Regions from separate parts of the Mus musculus genome. Here regions 1 and 2 are each linked to region 3. A link is a contact called in public Micro-C and promoter capture Hi-C data. All regions are on one chromosome and are shown on one strand. The core of a region is the stretch at or near the end of the contact, and the rest is flanking DNA. Distances in the headings are between cores, read along the strand shown.

Region 1 (2,700 bases), core at 33-2,532, 1.6 Mb after region 3:
CAAGGGACATGCGGGGGGTCTGACGGAACGGACGGGTGGACACAGTCCGACCTGGGGGCGACAGGCCGCGCGCCAGCTCCGGTAGCAAGCCAGGGGCCCGGGATCCCCCCAAAGCCCGGGCCGAAGCAGATTTCGAGCAGGGGTAGCTAAGCCCGGGGCTCTGGTTTCAATTTCACGACGTGACATTGCAAACCTGCGGCCTACGAGCGCCCGCGGCGGCGGCCCGCGCCTGTTCGCCCGCCCTCCCGCCAGGCCTGAGCCCCGGAGCCCCGTGCCGAGACCACCGCACACCCACTTGCCCGGCCCCGCGCCCCCCCAGCCTCCCGTGTCTGGCCGGGCCCAGCCCCGGTCCTGCGTGGAGTTAAATCCCGCTCCCAGCTGCAGGCTCCGCGCCGCACTTACTCAGCTCGTCCTGGGAGGCGGAGGCGGCGGCCGCAGCCATGTTGCGCCCGGGAGCGAGCGAGGGAGGGGCGGGCGGGCGGCCGGCGAGGGGGGCTCGCGGCCGTCGCCGTGCCGTGCCGTGCGGTGCCGCGCCGCGCCGCGCCGTGCCGCAGGGGCCCGGAGCCGCCTCGGGTCTCTCACGCGGGCCGCGCTGCGCCCTCGAGGCCCGCCCGCTGCCTGCGTCCTCTGCGCTGCGAGCGTCGCTCTCGCCGCGCCTCGCGAGCTCGCGACTCGGGAGCTCCCTCTCAGCCTCGCGCCTCGGAGGAGCCGCTGCCGCCCGTGCGGCCGAGTGACCGCGCGGCGGCTCTTCGGCTCGGCGCCCGGCTTGCTAGCCTCACGCCGGCTCTTATATTTAGAAAGAGCTGAGCCATCCTCCCCCCTCCCCCTCCGCCTCCGCCGGCCCCTCGCGCGCCCGCTCGCCCGCCCTCGCTGCCTCGCTCGCGCCGCGTCCTGCCCACCTGCCGCCGCCAAGCTTCCCCGGCGCGGAGCGGGAGACGCAGACGCGGCGGGCCAACCCCTGGACCTGAGCCTCATTCCCTCAGCCGCACGCAAGCACGCGGCCTCTGACCTGAGTCGGAGCCGGTCTCCATAGCCCGGGATGCTGCGGCGACCCAGCGAGGTGGAGGACGGGCCGGGCCCGAGGAGACGCGCGGCCGCTCCGGAGGAGCCTGCGTGCGGCCGAGCGGAGCCGGGCTGTCCTGGCTGCCGCGGAGAGCTTCCCCGCCCCGGGCTGTGGCGTTAAAGGTCTGCGGCTGTCACGTCCGCCTGGTCGGAGCTGGAGGAACACGCGCCCGGACGGAGGAAGAGACGCGGACTCGGAAAAGTAGAGCGGGGCTCGAATCGGAGGAGGAGGAGGAGGAAGAGGAGGAAGCCCCGCCCTGCGCCTCGCGCCCAACTTCTCGGCCGCCGCGCTGACTCAGGCCGGGCCTCCGAGCAGCCCCGAAGTTAAAGCCCAGAGGGACCTGCACCGAGGGCTCACCCTGGGGGATGCTCCCCTAACGTTAGCCTCCCGAGCGAGCTGCGAGCCAGGGAAGGGCCGGAAACCACGATATTTGAGCTACCAAGACGTGCTTTAGAGTCCTTCTTCTTAACCCGAGTTTAGTGGCAATCCCAACTTTTAACTTTAAGCCTCTCGTTGGTCCATGAGGTCGTGTACAGCTGCAAAATGGAATTCAAATCAAGGGCTTATATGGTTACTATAAGAACAACCAAAAAAAAAAAAAAAAGAAAGAAATTAGGTGCCAGATCAAAGACATTTTTAGAGGAAAAGAAAATAATCGAGACCCTAAATGAACTGAAGTTGCATATATTCCCGCAAAATGGAATCCCTAGGGCCCTAGATAATGCCTTGAAATTTGAATACATGCGGCTCCCAATGTAACTTAGGCAAGTACGAGATAGCAACAAACACTGACCATGTTACTTCCTGTATTAATTTTACATTTACAAAGAAAGTTACATTATCTTTGTCATTATCATAAAAATAAGAGTCCTTCCTCCTAGTTCAGCTACCTCACCCATCTCACACCCAAGAGAAAAATTATTAAATGTAGAATTTGTTGATGCTTCAAGACCTAGTTCTGCACACATGTATAGCCCCAGGTTCAGTTTGGTTCATAGTGATAAAACTTGGATATGGTCTCTCTCTCTCTTTCTCTCTTTCTCTCTCTCTCTCTCTCTCTCTCTCTCACACACACACACACACACACACACACACACTCCTTCCCTGCTGCTTGTTTTGCCTAATGCTGGACTTTGGGACAATAATTAGATCCTGAGAGTCTGGCCTAATCAGAGGTTAATACTGATTGCACAGCTCCATTGCCCATGGAAAAGCAGGAGGTGGGGCTAACTGAAGGAAGTATATCACTGGAGGTGTGTTCTTAGGGACTGTGTTGCAATGGCCTCTTCCTGTCATTGCTGTCTGCTTCGTGTTTGCCGTGAGAGGGGCTGCTTTATTTCATCACACACACCCTGCCACGTGTCCAGCCCCACCTCAAGTCCACAGCAATGGAACCAAGTGACCATGTACCACACCTCTGAAACTGTGAGCCAAATACAGTTTTGTTTTTTTACTCATTTTAAATGGTCATAAACTTGTCACAGTGACAGAAAAGCAAACACAGGTGGAGTCCAGGTTCTGGGTAAATGTTTTCAACCCCCACAAACACTTTCACTATTAATTGGAAGAACTACATTACCATTTGTTAATGACTTAATAGTATATGTACCTTCTCCCCAGCCCCATTCCCATATCCC
Region 2 (2,700 bases), core at 164-2,663, 1.3 Mb after region 3:
ATGGAGGAATCACCCACCCTTAGTTCCCAGTTACAGGGAAGATGGCTGAAACAGCAAAGATCATCCTACCCATTCATTTTCCTGATGAGGACACCAAGCCCAGGAGCCCAGAACCCGTTCAGGGTACACCGCTAGGGGACGCTGTGTACAAGGAGGCTCTGATGTGGTTCTGCAAGTCACCCTTCTCAGCCTTTCCGCCTCAAACTGCTTCCCTCTCTTTCTACATTTTTTCCCTCAAATTCACACTCAAGACCAAAGAAAAGGAAAAATAAAATAGAATTTTAAAAAATATTAGAGCCCTGGTGATTATTATTCATGATGTTGCATCTGGAGGAACCAAGGGCAAAAACTAGATGCTATTACAGCTGTGTTTTAATGCAGCTGGCTGTGGTGCACGGGGCCTTAAGCGTAATGTTGATTCCTCTTCCTTGGTATTCATTCCATCTGAAAGAGACTATGTTCTTCCATTTTCTAAGACTTTGAAACCCGGACTTCTGACTTCATAGTCATGTTAGGTGAGCAAAAGACACTTACACAAAAGGATAAGCACGCAGCTCTGTCGAAACGAATAGAGGATTCCGCTTTAATAACTAGCTACCTTCTTCTAGTTGCAGTTAGCAATAGGTATCTCTGACGATGGGTATAGCTTAAGAGTAAAACTTTTCACAAGCCAGTACTCGCTGGAAACCCACATGGAAGGAAAGCTCCGAAGATTTCAACTAAAAAGAAAAAAAAAAGAAGAAGAAGAAGAAACACAGGCGAAAGGAAGAAAGAAAACGGGAGACGAGGAAGAAAGGACTGAGAAAAGAGACAGTCTAGGGCCCCAGCCTGGAAGCAGCAACAAGCCCTGGGTGCCTCACATCAAAGACCAAATGGCAGCAAAGAAAAACAAGCCTAAAGTTTAAAACCATTCACAGTAAAGTCTCCCTCCCTACAGGAGCAAACAGCCGATCAACCCATTCAAGCAAAATCAGGTTTTTCCCCGCCTTGCATTTCCCAGGTACAGACTAAGCCTAGGGCGGCTTCAAGGAAACTTCAGTTTAAATTCCTTAAACTCAAGGGACGACAAAGTCTCTGGTGAGCAGTGAACTGAGCGCGGGACGCGCGGACACCCGAGCCATCTAAGTCGTCGGGGACGCGGCACCAATAAACTTGGGGAGCCCCTTGCCAGCCCTCTCGCGTCCCCAACCCGATCCAGGTAAGCAACAGGAGGCCACCTACGTGTCACTTGGACGGACCCTGGGGCGCACTGACCTGGCCAAAGGTCGGGAGGGCCGCCCGGGCGGCTGCGGCGACTTCCCTCCCGGGCTGAGTTCCACCGGCTGGTGCGGGAGGCCAGGGCAGCCTCGCCTCCTGCAGGCGGCCTCACACACGCGCGCACACCCACCCACTCCGGGCCCGCGGGCGCGCGCACTCAGGCGCTCACGCGCACGGCTACAAAGCGGCGGGTGGTGGGACAGTGCGAGCCGATCGCGCCGATGGGAGGCGGGGCGGTCGCCACCCGCGCCGCGCCAAGGGACACCCGGCCGCCGTGTCTTTACCTGCTAGGTCCAGCTCCGCAGTTCACGCAGCCGCCGGGCCAACCCAACCCAAGCCTCACCCCAGCACAACCCGGAGCCTACGGAGGGCAGCACTGTGCTGGAGGACAAGAGTCACAACTCCCGGGGCTTTACTGCCGCCCAGTTCCAACTTCCCGGGCTCAAGGAACAGGCAGGCAGCAGAAGAGGCACGGGTGCCAGCCTCCTTACCTCTCCTCCTTCTGGCGCTTTCTGCCACATCCACAGAGCACAAGTCAGAAACTCCCCGCACCCCAAAGCGCCTTTCCTCCCAAGCCGCTCTGCTCTCCTTACCTGCGTGGCACCCACAGCGACTCTGCCTCCTGTGGTCCCCTCCCCCAGTCATTCACTGAACTTCCCGCGCTGCTGCAGGTCGGGGAGGGGGTGGGGGTGAGGGGAGCCTAAGCTTTTCATTCAGTACCTTCGCGGCGCTCCCTTGACCCTCCACAGCAGACACACCCACCTCCGTCACCCCTGGCCCCTCCTGTGCTCACCCCAGCGCCAGGCCTCTTGCAGAGCTTTGGTGGACGCCCTGCATGGTGCATGCTTTGTTGCTGTCCCCTCCTCATTTGAAAAGCCCTGGAAACCATCACAGAGCCTGGGGAAAACAAGAAAAGAAAGGGGGGGGGGGGAGAGAGAACTTGGTGTATGGCCTCCTCCGAGTTGAGTTTCTAAACTTTTTCAGGCAGCACACAAAGTTTCAACCAGCACAGCCCTGTACTTCAGGCCATAGAAAAGCAATAGTTGGCTTTGCAATTGCAAATCAAAGCGAGCGTGCCTTTGTGTCCCTAGAGCTATGATTATAAATTTCTCTTCAGCTAGGAGTGTAACTTTCCAAGGGCAAACTAAGATTTTTCATAGGGCAATTAAGGGCAGGGAAGGCACACCTGGAAGTGTAGGCGGAGGCAGGACCTAAGAATCATTTTCTGGAGACTTCCATCTCAGAAGCCTTACCATCACTCAGTAGTAGATGCGGACAGAGAGAGAGGACTCTCCAGCCGGTCTTCACCCACCTGCTTCACACTCCAGGCCCCCAGGGTGTGTTGAGTCATCAGAATTTTCTGCCTCAACCCACAGCGGAGTCCTCCACACATCAAAAGCAGATGCCTGGGAGTAAAAGCCTGAGGGACATCTAGGGTTGTAG
Region 3 (2,700 bases), core at 34-2,533:
TGAGAGCTTTGCAGAATATGCATCTTTTTCCCAACCAGGATTTCCAATTCATCCGCTTCGACATTTGCAAGATGGATCATCTTGCAAAAATAGTTCTTTCTGTGAGGCCCGAGTGTCAACTTCTGGAGTTTCGGAACTCACAAAGACTGCCATTAAACAAGAGCAGCTCACCACCGCTCTGTGGAGTTGCTTTTTTCAAAGCCTCAGCAGACGTTCTCCTGGGCACAAACACAGACCCAGAAAATGACTGCCTAATTCTACCTTCCTGACAAAATGGGAGCCATGAGGGTCTCTAACTGAATTAAAATCACATCACGCCAACTGCTCGCTTGCTTTATGCCGGGCACGGAGCCAAACACCTCCACACCATTTATCCTACTTAATCCACCACCAACCAGGCGAGGTGGGCATTATTGCTGCCTGCGTGCAGTGGAGGAAATGGAGGATCAGAGAGGTTAAACGACTCGTCCAAGGTCACCAGCTGGCCAAGGGGAAGAGCCCAACTTGAACCTAGGTCTAGAGTTTCCCAACCACAAGTTCCCTGTACCTTCACGGAACACCCAGGTGTCAAGTTATCTTAACTTCTCATGAATTTTTTAAAGGCAACCCTCAAGTTCGTAATAAGTTTAGGAGGCAGCAACCGGGGGCGGGGGTTTCCGGGCGCGCTCTCTCCCTGCACAACGCAGCAGTGTCACACCGCAAGTTACCAGAGAAGCCACCCCGGTCGCCCGCGGAACGGGGCGGATTGGTTTGGCACTGGAGTTCGTGCCAGGCCCAGGAAATGCCATCTTTGCAATCTGAAGGGGAATTCGCCCCGGGTGGCTGAGCTTCGGGGACCGCGGAGAGCTGGATCCCCGCAGCGGTGCGCCCCCTCTGCCGGGCTGCGGATACCTCGGCGCCAAGCCCAGGGCTCGGCCAGACTGGAGCGCACGCCCACGCCCGCGCCGCTGCGTCCAGAACGCCCAGCCTTTTGCCGCCCACGCCCGCGCCCCGCCCCAGCCCCGCCAGGTGATCCGGGCCTGCGCCCCCCGGATGCCCGACGTGGCGCGGAGACCTGGGGCTACCAGCTCAACCGCTAGTCCTCCCGCGTGTCCGCCGAGCCCCGGACCGGGTGGGGGTTGGGTAAGCCCCGCGTGTCCGCGATCGCAGCAGCCCGCGCTCCGACCCTCCCCGCAGAGGACCCAGTCTCCCATACCTGCAGCATCCGGGGGCGCGGGGCGCCCAGGTAGGTCGCGCGGGCGGGCGGCACTGAAGCTCGCTCGCGCCGCGACCTGGCCGCCGTCTGAGCATGCCCAGTGCAGCCCGCGGGCGGCTCCCGCCGGCCCGGCTGTGGCCGCGACGGGCCCGCGCGCGGGGCGGGGGACCCGGGACAGGGGCGGGCCCGGGGCAAACTCGTGGGACGCTGCCACTGGCCTCCGCAGACCACCTGCCAAACTCCCGCAGACCTCCAGGTCCCCTGGCTCACGCACGCAGCCATTCGTGCTTTTAGCATTTATTGAACACCTACTGTGTGCCTGGCTTTCCCGGATTGCATGCCTAAGAATGGCAAGGGCTTGGCGCTCAACGAATCTGAAATGACAGCGAGCCTTGCGCGGTGGCTTCGTGGCTGAGTTGGGGGTCTCGCTGACTCCAGCGGCTCCGTGGCTGAGTTGGGGGTCGCAGGGCTCCTTTGCTGGTCCTAGGACACCAGGCAGGTTAGCCCTTCCCAAAGCCTATAGGGCCCCTAGTGGCGGGCGTTCCAGCCGGCCTCTTCCGCCTCCTCCCACACCTGTCTTCCTGCGCTCCGACTGCACCTTCCTCCCCATCATACCCTCTGAACTTGACCCGCCTGGAGACCTTTACACTGCCTTTCCCTCGAGGTAGGACGTCTTTTGCCCTGCTTTGCTGGTGTTTCGAGCCCTCTCACCATTCAGGTGCCTCTTGTAGGAGAGACCTTTCTGGCTACCTTTCTAAATTAGCCCTGACCTCTTGCTCCCTCTCCAAGTCCATTACCGCACTCCAAGCATGTATCACTTATCCATTCAACAGTTACTTACGTTCTTCACACTTAATATATAGACAAAATCTCTGCCCCTTGTTGGGAGTTTAGAAGGGACTTTCTCGCAACAAACAACAGGTCCGTAAACAACGCAGGGTATTAGGTGATAAATTCTAAGAACAGGGGAAAGGAGCCAGGCAAGAAAGATAGGGGGTGGCCCGGTGAGAGCTGGTGGAACAACCAGATCAGGTGACAAATACCATTCAGTCACGCAGCTAAACAAGGAAGCTTTCTTGGGACGATAAAGCCGGTGCAAAAACAAAACAAAAACAAAAACAAAAAAACCTCAAAACAAAACGAGCGCAAGCTTTGTGCCCGTGAAACGGAAGGGCGAGCGGAGGGGCTGCTGGAGTATGTTGCCGGCTGTCTCTCGCGACTTAGATTTCCCCCTTAAGGAGTACCTCCCCTCTGTGTCAGCTCGGTAACTCCGCCTCTCAAGAGACCCAGCCTCTAAACGACGCTTGGCTTCCAGTAAGAACTAAAAACGTTTTGTTGAATGAATATGATAACAAAAGGATGGAGAGATGGTTAGGATTCTATGGTCGGACCTGGGTGCTAGATATCCCGAGAACCTTTTGTTCCCATGTCACCACGAGACCCTCAGCCGTGCCTGACTTCCTGGCTTAGATCCCGGTCTCTGTCCCAAGGTAGTGCACCGCTGC

What was found. Promoter capture Hi-C pulls out the DNA fragments that hold promoters and counts their contacts. Hi-C and Micro-C count contacts between places; a contact is called where the count stands out from the background.
Region 1: a contact with region 3 is called in a promoter capture Hi-C map of liver, with 2.2 times the contacts expected there. The contact joins the promoter of Ecpas here to the promoter of Ptpn3 in region 3. A contact is called at or near these places in 4 of 39 promoter capture datasets (cranial neural crest, liver, maxillary cranial neural crest and 1 more).
Region 2: a Micro-C map of embryonic stem cells shows a contact between it and region 3, with 4 times the contacts expected there. The contact joins the promoter of Lpar1 here to the promoter of Ptpn3 in region 3. A contact is called at or near these places in 1 of 39 promoter capture datasets (the C10 cell line) and 1 of 484 Hi-C or Micro-C datasets (embryonic stem cells).

The regions. Positions count from the first base shown.
Region 1 is chr4:58,911,467-58,914,166 of GRCm38.p6, forward strand. Ecpas (Ecm29 proteasome adaptor and scaffold) reads right to left here and starts at 1,283. Exons shown (of 49, transcript NM_172381.3): 1 at 1,010-1,283. The coding sequence starts at 1,031.
Region 2 is chr4:58,551,880-58,554,579 of GRCm38.p6, forward strand. It overlaps Lpar1 (lysophosphatidic acid receptor 1), which reads right to left and starts at 1,414. Exons shown (of 4, transcript NM_172989.1): 1 at 1,255-1,414.
Region 3 is chr4:57,299,086-57,301,785 of GRCm38.p6, forward strand. Ptpn3 (protein tyrosine phosphatase, non-receptor type 3) reads right to left here and starts at 1,284. Exons shown (of 26, transcript NM_001384115.1): 1 at 1,196-1,284. It overlaps Gm12536 (a long non-coding RNA gene), which reads left to right and starts at 654. Exons shown (of 3, transcript XR_003955208.1): 1 at 654-1,225; 2 at 2,686-2,700.